2 separate regions of the Rattus norvegicus genome follow, and region 1 is linked to region 2. Evidence: chromatin contacts called from public Hi-C data. All regions are on one chromosome and are shown on one strand. The core of a region is the stretch at or near the end of the contact, and the rest is flanking DNA. Distances in the headings are between cores, read along the strand shown.

Region 1 (5,594 bases), core at 2,696-5,195, 57 kb after region 2:
AGGAGGAACAGAGAAGTTGAGGGCCATCCTTTGCTACATAGCAAGTTTCAAGGCCAGCCTGGGCTACATAAGACCCTGTTTCAAATAAATAAATAAATACAGTAAATTAAGGACACACCATGGAAGTGACACGCCAACACGCCAAGTCCACCAGAGGCATGGCTTGTGTGAGTGTGGGGGAGGGTCACCTTTGGAAAACCCAAAGAGGCAGGAGGCTGAGCGTAAACAGCTGTGTGCCCCTGGGCAAGCTACTTTTCCTCTCTGGGCCTCAAAATTACCAATGGACACAGCCAGGGGCTGAGCCTGGCTAGCCTACAATTCTAGACATCTCTGAGTCCCCTCCAATGACCATAAAGCAAAAAAATAATAATAAAAATAATAACAATAATAATAATAATTATGGGAGAGCAAGTTGTCTACGCCAGCCAGAAAAGACCACAGTTTTTAGAGAAACCTGACTCTTAGTTCTTGGTTACTGGAACTCAAAAGGGGCAATGGTAATAACACAGGGGTGTGGGGGTGTGGTTTAACCACCATCCTCCAGTTAAACAAAAACACATCTACTTCAACTTCATCCCCACCCCCCGCAGCCCCCACTCTCATCTCAAATGTTACCCCTTCCTTTGAGAAGTTAAATCAAATGCAAACAATTGATTTCATGCCACATCGAGGCTGGGGTTTGAAGCATGGGAAACTTTAAGCACCGGCTTTTTCTGGGAGCAATTACAAAATCTTGGGGCAGGGGGTGTGAGAAGGCAGATAAATAGAGAAAGCATTCTGGCATGTTCTTTGGATCACGGAGCAATCGATATTGATGCTGGGGACCACTGTGAGCTGTCACTCAAGAGAGGGAAAGCCATTTGCTTCCTGTCACCCAGCTGAGAACTGGAACCATAGTACTGATTGATGATTGATTGATGATTGATTGATTGATTGATTTTGGGTTTTTTTTTTTTTTTTTTTTTTGGAGACAGGGTTTTTCAGTATAGCTTCAGCTGTTCTGGAACTCACTCTGTAGACCAGGCTGACCCCAAACTCAGAGATCCACCCGCCTCTGCCTCTGCCTCCCAAGTGCTGGGATTAAAGGCGTGTGCCAACACAGCCCGGCTTAAGGTATTGACTCTTACAGCCCAGGTAGTTGAAGCCTAAGGTTGGTAGACTGCTTATGATCTTGCCGGCCCTCAGCAACTGGTACCCATGCTTATTACGACACATCACAGGTGAGGAAACAGAGGGTCCGAGGGCAGAGAAGCTTGTCGAGGGTCACACAGCAGTACAGATAATGAGTTTTCAATCTACCGTCTCCCACTGTCTTCCGAAGGTTAGCACAGCTCCAGAAATAAGAAGGCGGAGGGGGGCGGGGGGAGCCAAAATAACACACATACCACACAGCCCAGCCCTGGTGTGCCAGTGACGATGGGCTGTTGTGCTCCGGAGCTCAGTCAGCATTCCTGTGGCCAAGTGGAGAATTCTGAGCACAAGTTCTCAGCCCAGCTTGCCTGCTCCCCATAAGGCTTCTTCTCAAGCTTCAGGGTTTTTGTCTTAATATGCCCAGTCAGATAAACTTCAGGCTGAGAACGTTAAACTCTACCCCTGGATTCTGCATCCTGGATTCACCCCCATGTCCCCTTTCCCCCAGAAGCCTGAAGCCCACAGACGCTCTGGCAGGGAGATCACTGGACCTATCACAGGACCAAAAATTGTAGGTCCTTAAGCCCAGCCCCAGAGCCCCAAGTGGCTTGTATATGTCCCAGGGCAAGTCACTGTCCCTTCAAGCTGTCCCTTCAAGAGGTTTCTTCGCATGCGGGAAAGGATAGCATCTCCTGTCTTTGCAGGATAGAACAGGAAAGGGTTTGGTGTTGGGTTGCTCCATGGACAATGAGGTAGAGGTGGATGGTAGGAGATTCCTGGGTTATTCCTAGCCTGGAGCTCCAGGCTCCCTTCCCGGGCTGAGCTGTGTCAGTCCGGGAGGGAGGGGCTACATCTGAGTAACAGTAGGAAGGCCGAGTGCTTCCTGCCCATCAGGGAGTGGGCAGAGCCTGGACAAAGGTGGTTGACGGGATCGCAGGGTTCAGAGGCAATGACATAACCCTGTACACTCTGATGCAATTTCTGCTGACACTGGAGTGGGGGACAGTCATTGCTTTCTATAGCACATGAACCTGCAAAACACGTTGCAAGCTGTACAGTGCCCTCCCTACCCAGAGGGTCTACAGAACGATGAGTTCCAGTTCCTGTATACCCTCAAGGAGAATCCGAGACACAGGGAGACCAGAGCTGTGCCCTGGTCACACAGCTATGCCCCATCTCGTTAGGACCATGTACTGGCTGCTCCCTGTGACACGGTGTGATACCTTTATCCCTTTCTTTGGGAACTACTTCATCTTGACTCTACTGTGCGACACTCAAATTTTCAAAGCCTGAAAAGAATTTGTTATGCAAAGGTTCACCTCAACAGGATGGGGGGCCCGGTGTTGACAGTGCCACTCTTGGCACCTCTTAGCACACAGCTGATGCCTGGTAAGGATGTGTGGATAAAAGACACCCACCATTCTGGCCTGTCCGGTCTTTTGGTTCACTGTAGCCCTAACATATAGATGGGACTGTCACAGACAGGACATGGCAACCAGCCTAGACCTGTCTCACTCCACCAGTAGGTTTCTGAGAAGCTGTGTTCTCCCCCAACGGAATCAGAGATAGTTCAGGACAGGGAAAAGGACAGAGAGGAGATGGGCAAGGAGTTAAGGTTGGAGAGGAAAGAGCTGGCTGGGAAGACCAGGGAGGCTTGGAGGATGAAGGGAAACCTGAGAGGGGCTTTCCTTCATCTCTTGGGCTGCGGAGAATGGGCAACAGGGTTCAATTCCTGACATCACTTACCTTGTCTAAAACTCACTGTCCCTATTTGTAGATGAGATTTCTGTCAGGTGTCAAAGCAGTGTTTAGCACATAGTAGGCATTCAATAAACAGTGTCCTCCTCACTAATTCTCAACAAGACTGAGAATCTGAGTCTGCCTGAGGGGGTCTTTAAGTTCTTCTTAGAGCCAAAGTTCCTTCCAGGCCTGAGAAGCAAGCATCCCTCTCTTGTATGCATGTGTGCACGTACCCACATATGTATGTATGTGTATATATATATGTATGCATGACTTTGAGACCCAATCTCCCTAGATAGCTAGAGTGGCCTCGAACTCACTGAGATCCCCAGCCTCCAGACTGCCAGCATCACCGCGCCAGCCCTCTCTTTTAATCAGGATTCACAGGCATACCCAGAGTCCTTTGCAAGGCCTCCTTCCCCAGGCCCATTAGTGTTGAAAAGGATTACCATGGACAATGTGGGGTAAGAATGAGGTTTTCTTCTGCCTTGGGTCCTGCCGCTGTGCCTGTGCCTTTAACCCTTTCTTACCCACGCAGGGCAAGGCAGCAGCCCCACTCTCACGTGCACGCAGCCCGGAGCCGTTCGCAGGCTCCTTCCGTTTCCTGGGCTCCCCCGCTCCCAGACAGACACTAGCTTGCGGTCTCCGATCTCTCCCGCCAAAGATCTCAGCACGTGCCTTCTCCCAGCTGCTCCCCAACTACTTTAGACACCAACGGGACAGAGTGGCTTGGGACCACGAAGGGCGCAGCTGTGGATTACGGCGCCGCGTGGGCACCGGGAGCAGGTGCTTAGCACCAGGGTAGGGTCCTGAGTAGCGGCTCCGCGGGCGACACGACCGTCATCCTGCCAGGCCCCAAGAGATGCACGCGGGGTCCGGAGCGGGAGGTCGTGAGTCCCCAGGGAGCCTGACCTTCCACGTTCCCCACAGTGGCTGGGACAGTCACTACGGGACCGGCGGAGCGCGCGCGTGAGAGTCGCACCAGCCGCGGGCGCAGCATGCTTTCCTTACCTGCAGGCAGGAGTGGGGAGGGTCTGTCCCGGCGCGCCGAGCGGTGGCCCTAAGGAGCGCCGTGGCGGGAGCCTACTCTGGCGGCCACCTCCCCCGCCTGCTTATGAAGGCGGCCCGGCTGAGCACCCGCCGGCCTCCCCGCCCCCGGCCGCCCCGCCCCCGGCCCGCACCCGGAGCCCCAGGCTGGTGCCTCTGCGTTGCCAGGGCGCCCCCTGCCGGGAGCGCCGCCCTCGACCCGGCCCGTAGGGCTGCAACAGGCAGGTTAGCCCGCCTTGCTCATCCTGGCCTCAGGGCTGGCGTGTCGTTAGGTTTGATTTCTCTGTAGGAATGTTTGTCCCTTGATGGTTGTTTTCCTGTGCCTGACTGCGCGTCTATGAATCCACTTGGCTTCTCTTAAGTCTCTATCTTTCTGCCTAGACATCCTTGTCTGTAACCATGTGCGCCTCTGAGCCTCTCACCCTTACCCCTTTCCTAGCCACTTTCTTTTTCGCCCTTAGCGAAGTCAGTAGGAAGCAGAGGGAGATCCCTCCGGCAGGGCCTTCCCTCCCTAATGCCTTCAGAAATAGGGACTCAGGACATTCTGTCTGTCCCAGTCAGAGGCCCCAGGACCTGCCCGGGTCACACCACTTCCCAGGCAGTGGAGACAGACTGTCCAGGCCCACAAGCCTGCTCTGGTGACCTCGGAGGGCTGCCCAAGGCTCTATAACCGGCAGACACTATCCCCTGGTTTCCCTTGCTTCCCGTTATTGAGGGAGTTATAAGAGACCGCCGTGTTGGGAAAATGCACAGGAAACAAATTCTAGATCAATGGGAGAGGAAAGGCAACCGCTGGGTGCTTACAGGCCTCACTCCATTCCCCAGGGGCCATCACCTCCCTTCCCGTGAGAGCCAGTCTGGGTTCTGGAAGTCTCTGATCCATTTCCTGCTGTGAACTCCTGGAGGTCGGTTTGAATGTCACCACCGTTTGAATCCCTTCTCATATCCTTCTCCTAAGAGGAAGGTCTTACGGCTACTGAAGCTGACTGAAACTATTTGTGTCTCTAATCCCCAACAGCCAGAGATTTGAAAGTAAGGATCATGCATCCCTGAACTCCATCTTCCTCAGCGCCTATGCCCCAGGATTGACCAATTCTAGCCTCAAGTTCCGTCGTAAGTCCGGGCTTCTTCTATATGAGATCTACCATTGAGCCCAATGTACAGAAGGAAAACCAAGGCCCAGAGACAACGTATGACTCATTGGTAAGTTCAGGGCCAGAGCCGGAGTCTGATGCCAAAAACCGAGAATGCCTGGGTTTGTTTCCCTTTGGTCTTGCATTTTAATAACTGATTCTGTTTATTTACTGTAGTGCTGTAAAATTTCCCTTAAGAAATAAGTTTATGTTTTTACAAAGTGAGACCCAAGTATTGGATCAACTACTCCTTTGTTTGTGTATTTCGTAGTGAGGTCACGGTGGCAAAAGTCATGGGGGCAATGAACAAATGAAGCTCTGGACGTTTCTCGTCCTTGTCTATAAGAAGCCGAGAGTTAAGACAGCCGTGAGCTCAGAACACAGCGCTTGGCAATTGCTTGCTAGCGCCAAACGGCTCGGGATTACAAAAGGCTTGAGATAATATCAGCCTCTGTGTGCCAAGGGACATCCGCATCACAGGAGGTCTTCCTTCCCAACATGGGCAGAGCTGAGAAGCTGAAGCTAGCGGCAGGAATTGGACGG
Region 2 (6,179 bases), core at 210-2,709:
GGACCTGGCGCCAGGATAGTAGCAGAGGAAGCCACTTAGGGGGCTCAAATCCTCCCCTAAGTGCTTAATCATGACCCCACCCCCACCCCAGGGAACATCCCAGTGGGAGGTCTTCAGTTTAGCTTAGGGGGTAATTACAAACTTTGCTGTCTGGGTCTCTCCCCCAATTCTCCCCAAGGAACCCACAGTCCTGTGGTTTATGGGGCTGGGGCCCTTGTCCTTAGATAAATTGACACCTTAGGAGCAAGGGAGCAGGGTATCGACCATCTACAACCATCTACATCTGGAGCGGGCTATCATGCCCTTTGAACCTCAGCTTGCCCATCTGTAAGTGACAGTGACACTGTCTACCACTCAGGATGATGGTGAGTCGGCTGTGCAAAGTGTGTCCTCTAGGCAGCAGCTCCCTTCTATGTCCTGTCCAGGGCACTTAGTATGGCGCACGGCACACAATAGGTCTCTTGCTGACTTTTGTTCTTGATCTCGGAGCACTTGGTAAGTTGAACCACTCAGGTACAGGCATAAACTCCTCCTCAATAACCAGGAGCAAGATTGCTGAGAGTCATGTCTGGGGCTTTTCCCACCTCGCTCCCACAGCCACAGCCTAGACTTCCCCGCCCGGCCTGTTGTAGCAGCCTCCTTGTGGTCGCCCAGCCTCCAGCATCATAGAAATTTCCTTAAAACTGGCTGCTGAGAGGATGCTTCCGCAGTGGTATTGATCATGATGCCCCCAGGGTCTTCATGGGCAACAGCAGGCTTCTCAAAATGGCACCGGGAGTCCTGCGGCCCAACCCACTCTTCCCAGGTCACTGCCTCTGAACTCTCTTAGGCCCCAAGCCCAAGCCTTCCCCATGTCCGGTCTCACTCCATGAGCTATCTTCTCTGTCCTGCTTGCCCTCTGCCCACCACCTCGATCACCCAACTAGTTAGGTGCCTCCTTCCTAGCCCCCTACTCTTCGTGTTCCCTACTCTGGGGTGGTGTCGCTAAGAAAGAACTTGTGGACAGTGGGTTTGTTCTCTGTTCGGTCACCCAGGTGCAGCACGTGGTATCTGTGAGTCAAGTGTCAAACTCTCAGCTTCCACGGTGGCTTCTGAAGGAGCTGAGAGCAGTATAGGGGGATACCAGAGATGATGGCTAAGCTACTGACAGGACCCTCTTCCAAAGAAGCCAGAGACTCAAGTCTTCCACAACATCTAGAGCGTCTTGAGAATTAGTGGAGCTGTCCCTCAAACTTCCCAGCCCCCTCCCTCAGCTATTGCAGGGAGCAATTTGCCCCTCCCCCGCGCCCCAAATCTCCTGATCAGAAGCCAGGGTTGCTACCCCAGCCTCCACTTCCATCACCTGCTCCTCAGTGTTAGTATGCTAAGGGTGAGAACCTGATTTGTTGGTATGAGGCAGATGCTCAACTAAAAAACTACATTTCCCAGCACCCTCTGCACTTGGGGGTCACGTGTCAAATTCCTGCCAATGAACTCTGAGCGGAGGCTAAGAACGCTCAGGTGGCAAATCAGGGTGCTTACTGGCTCTACTAAGAAGATACTGCCCAAATGGAATGGCGGTGGTGGGAAGAGCCTGGGTCTATGCCTCTCAGCCAGTGTACCCATGTGTTGACATGGAAACAGAGTCACATACTGTGTTATGAAGAGGACCTGCCGGTCCATCTCTGTCCTTGCCTGAGAAACCTGAGAACAAGGAGACTTGTGAGCCACTAGATGCTGATTACAATCAGTGTGGTTGCTGGGGACAGAGGTGGGTCCACTGCCGACATCTCTGGCTTAGACTGGGAGGCATAGCCCACGTGATCAGCAGCCAGGGTGACAGTGCCCTATGATGTGTGTGAGCATCCGGATGTCTTGGAGAACATCCTGAAGAGGAAGAACTAACTGCATGTTCACTTTGGGGACTTCAGTGCCCACAGCGTGCTAGGCTGGGGTGTCAAAGGGCTGCAAGACCTTGCCCCAGTCTACAGGGCTGAGACAGGTGTGACCCCTGTGGTTCTGACTCAGCCATGCTCCCCGCTTTAGCACATCCCACAGCTTACTCAGCAGATGTGTCTGTCCTCTCTAGGATCCTGATTCCAGTACTCGCTAGGGGGTTTCAACCTTTCAAGAAGCAAGATGGAGGCTCGGCGTGATCTGTCTGTGATACAGCCCTTAGCCAGGGAGGGAGATGGAGAATCAACATTCCACTTCTTCCACACCCTGGGGGTGACTCTGAAGTCTACCTCTTGTGCCCGGCGGCCTCATCACACAACTAACTCCCTCGTTCCTTCTTCTTCTTTTTTTTTTTTCTTTTTTCTTTTTTTCGGAGCTGGGGACCAAACCCAGGGCCTTTCGCTTGCTAGGCAAGCGCTCTACCACTGAGCCAAATCCCCAACCCCTCCCTCGTTCTTTCTTTTTCTGTCTCCACTCGCTCTCAGTTCGATAATTCATTCCCGCTTCAGGCCGAGACACAAAGCCATGGTTCACACACAGTCCCTATGGTAATCATGCTCTTAGCTACATGGGTAGACTGCAGGCAGAACTGGGGGATGTTTAAAAGCATGTGGATGTAAGGAACTACTAAGTGACAGTTCAGAGAGATCGCAAAAGTTTCAAAGGGATTGTGCTAATATCTCAAGGCGCTGTGGTACCCAGTTCAAGATGAGTTGGAGAGCTCTGTCCTGGACAGAACGCATACAATTGAATTTTCAAGCCTAGCATCCGCTTAGCTGTGCTTCCCTTTTTTTGCCTTGACTGCTAGGAAGCTCAGAAGAAAAAAAAATTGCTCACTGTCCTTTCAGACCCAAAAGAAGTCCACTCCAGATATTCGGTGTTAGTTCCCGTTTAACTGGTGTGAAGCCTTTGGCTCCTGTTTTAAGTGGTGAGAATTGTGAGACACTGGCCGGGACTGAGTGGGCAGGAACTTGGAAATGTATCATAAACAAATAAACGATGTTATTGAGTGCAGGAACGTTGGCATCGAGCGAATTTGGAGTCAAGTCTCTGTCCGCAACGTGGGAGACCTTGACAATCATACACCTCTCACACTGTGGGTGATCCTCATTCATAAAGTGGGTGATGGGGAGGTCTCCCTCAAGGGGGAGCCTAGTACAGGCCATAGTTATTGGTTATAGGCAGGGGCCAGTGTTCACTCTCACAAGCAAACGGACTTGAGGCAAGCGGAACAAATCTAGGGGACTCTGTACCCCAATGTCTGTAGCAATCCCACCAGACGGCGGCGTTATGCACTAGGCTGCTAAGAGGCCTGCAAGGGAAGGCGTGTGTCCGCCGGATTCACCAAGAACCTCTAGTATAATCGTGTGTGAGCAAACATACACCACAGTGTGTGTGTGGGAGGTGGCAGGAGGTGACAACTCCATGGAGTGATCTTTTTCCTCCTACTTTTTCATGAGTTCTGGGGATCACACTGGAGTTGTTATGCTTGTTCTCGGCGGCCAGTGCCTCAATGGGCAAAGCCTTCTCACTGACTGAGCCATTGCCAGGCAACTACTGAGCCTTTATACAGTGCCTGGCATTTGCTGACTAAGGCAGGAGTGAGCAGCTACACCTCGCTGGGCTATGCGGTGTATTTTGTGAGTATAAAGGTTTAGGGACAAAGGACTCCCCCTCTTTTAATTCTCACACTGACCTATGAGTAGATTGTCTCTCATTGCTACACATGGCGGCACTGAAAAACACAGTGGATCACAGCTGGTGAGTGGTGAGGCCCCCCTTGTCTGACAGGAGCCCCGGCCTCTCGGCTGGACATGCCCTCACCCTGAGTCCAGTTCTTTCCTCAGTGATGGGCCTATTTTGGTCTCTTTCCCACTGACCACAAAGACTCAGCTCTGGCCTCAGAAATATTTGGAACATTTTATTTAAATGTCTTGTGTTCCCTTTTAACCAACACCAAAAAGAGAAATTAAAATTTTTTTCTTTTTTTTCTTTCTTTTTTTTTTTTGCTATTCCAAACAGGGGAGTCGCTTCAGTGAAGGGTTGGCGAGTCTCTGGAGCTGGGTGGGGAGTGTGTGCGTCCTGTCCGGCTGGGTTGTTCTTCCCAGCCTGGCCACCCTGGGTAGACAGCCAACCCCGGAGGTGGCTTCCTGGGAGTCTCACCCTGAGCAGACCTGGTCTTCCCTCCAGGGAGGGTTGGGTTGAGGGACTGGCTGTGACTATGGGACCCAGTGTTCCAGAGAGAAGGGGTAGGGGAGAGAAGGTCAGATCTGGAATGTTCCATGATGGTTGCAGGGTCTGGAGAGTATATTTGGTAGAAAAATAAGGTGCTTTGGGAATCTGCGCAGTCTGTGTCCTGCCGGCCCAAGAGAGAAACCCACCCTGCTGGCCAAAAGGCAGTGAATAGAGAAACAACGGCAGAGCCAGGAATCCGACCCACGGAGGGTTCCGGGCGGAAGTGAGGCAGGTAGCAAACTTCTGTTCCTGCTCGAGGTTGCCTGGGCCTCCCCGTTGAGTGTGGGCGGCCAGGTGGCAGGCCACAAAGGGAGGGGAGCCGGCTGTCCATTGTGGGCTCTTGTGGGACCTGGGCCCTCAGAACAGGGTGCGTAGGGGGAACAGAGCCAGTGGAAGCAGCAGGGCCCCTGGGGAGGGGCTGCTCGCAGAGCTGGCCCAGGCACAGTGGTCAAGGTTGGCTCCAATGCAGGAGGCATACGCCATGACGTGGGGGATGTAGTTCTGCTCATGGACGCCGTGAAGCAGGTGAGCCATAGGGCCCTTGGCAAAGACCGCCACATCTTCCCCACCGTGGGTCTCGTGCCGCAGGGGGACAGCGGACTGGGCCTGGTAGTTGTTGTGAGCTGTAGGTCAGAAATATCTTTTAAGTGCCTGCCTGAACCTCAGAGCCGTGAGAGAAATACCCCCTTTTCCTCACCCCCAGACTGGCCTGAAGGACCTTTTACAGGAGAGGAAGCCACAGCTCAGCAAGCAGGGAAAGCATTTCACCAGACACAACGGGCTCCAAACCAAGTCTGCCTCACGCAGGAGACCACACTCTCAGCCCTTTACAGCGGATTCACCTAATAAAGCACATGTGGTACCGACACAGGCCAGGCACCAAGCTAGGCTTATAACACCTATGGCATCTTCCAGGGTAAAGTCCCCAGCAGGCAAAAGCCTTTCAATGAAGAAATCAGGTGTCCCAGGTCAAAGTTACTAAAGATCAGAAGAGAGTCCAAACTAAGGTTCTGACTCAAATCTGGACTACACCAAGACCACATCAGGCCAGCCTTGAGGGATAAGAGACCCTTTGCCCTCCCAGCCTCTGTGGTCTCACCATAATCCACCATGGAGACGTTCTCCCGTTCACCGTCCACCACCTTGTAACCAGGCCCGTTGCCATACAGGATGGCTGTGAAGGGCTTCTTGTCCGTGTCACTCACCATGGGAGCCAGACCTGCACAGGGAAGGGGCCCAAGGTCACAGTGGGGAACTGGCAGCCTGGTCAGCAACCCCCTAATCAAGCTCCTCCAGGTTGGTGGCTCGATATTTCTTGGTATCCTCCTTAGGAGGCAAAGCTACCTTCACGAAGTCACCATACAAATGCCAGGTAGGCGTTTTCATGCCACCAATTATCTCTTTTCTCCCATGCCACCAATTATCTCTCCCTCCCTCTTTCCCTTCCTCCCTCCCTCCCTCCCTCCTCTGTCTGTCCATCTTTCTCCTCTCTGTCTCTCTGTTCTCTCTGTCTCTCTCCCCCTCCCTCTCCATCTCTCTGTCTCTGTCTCTATCTCCCCCTCCCCCTCCATCTCTCTCTCTGTCTCTGTCTGTCTCTGTCTCTGTCTCTGTCTCTCTCTCTGCTGTCCTACTCTACACACCCACCCACGGCCCTGGTGTTTGGCTCTCCTTTATTCTCCCAGTATTTCTGCCACCTTCCTCGGTTTTTGTAGGATCCCAGCAGGTGCTACTTTGTGCCTTTCCCACCCCAGGCCTACTCACCAAAAATGGAGTTGCCCCTGGGGGTGTAGCCACCAAACGTGAAAACGTGGGAGTGATCAGCAGTAACCACAGTCAACGTGTCTTTCTGGGAAGTCATGGTGCCCGCCTTTCCGATGGCCTCATCCATCTCCACGGCCTCATGCAGCGCCTGCTTGGCCTTGCCTTCATGGTGCCCGTGGTCAATCCTGCCTCCTAGGGACATCAAGACAAAGGCCTCCCATAAGGCGACAGGGCCCTCACAGGCCCCA

What was found. Hi-C and Micro-C count contacts between places; a contact is called where the count stands out from the background.
Region 1: a contact with region 2 is called in a Hi-C map of hepatocytes, with 2.1 times the contacts expected there. The contact joins the promoter of Alpl here to the enhancer-like site in region 2. A contact is called at or near these places in 10 of 12 Hi-C or Micro-C datasets (Schwann cells, frontal cortex, hepatocytes and 5 more) and 1 of 1 datasets of contacts at active chromatin or transcription factors (oligodendrocytes).

Annotation. Positions count from the first base shown.
Region 1 is chr5:155,285,840-155,291,433 of GRCr8, forward strand. It overlaps Alpl (alkaline phosphatase, biomineralization associated), which reads right to left and starts at 3,946. Exons shown (of 12, transcript NM_013059.2): 1 at 3,883-3,946.
Region 2 is chr5:155,230,927-155,237,105 of GRCr8, forward strand. Alpl (alkaline phosphatase, biomineralization associated) reads right to left here. Exons shown (of 12, transcript NM_013059.2): 10 at 5,932-6,123; 11 at 5,270-5,389; 12 at 3,844-4,793. The coding sequence ends at 4,528. Among named protein-coding and RNA genes, the nearest start is that of Alpl, 56 kb to the right of the region's middle. Within about 2 kb of position 1,460, at least 40 of the 93 cell types and tissues checked have an H3K27ac peak or open chromatin away from gene starts, as enhancers often do. A contact at or near this core is called in hepatocytes and prefrontal cortex, where this site is marked.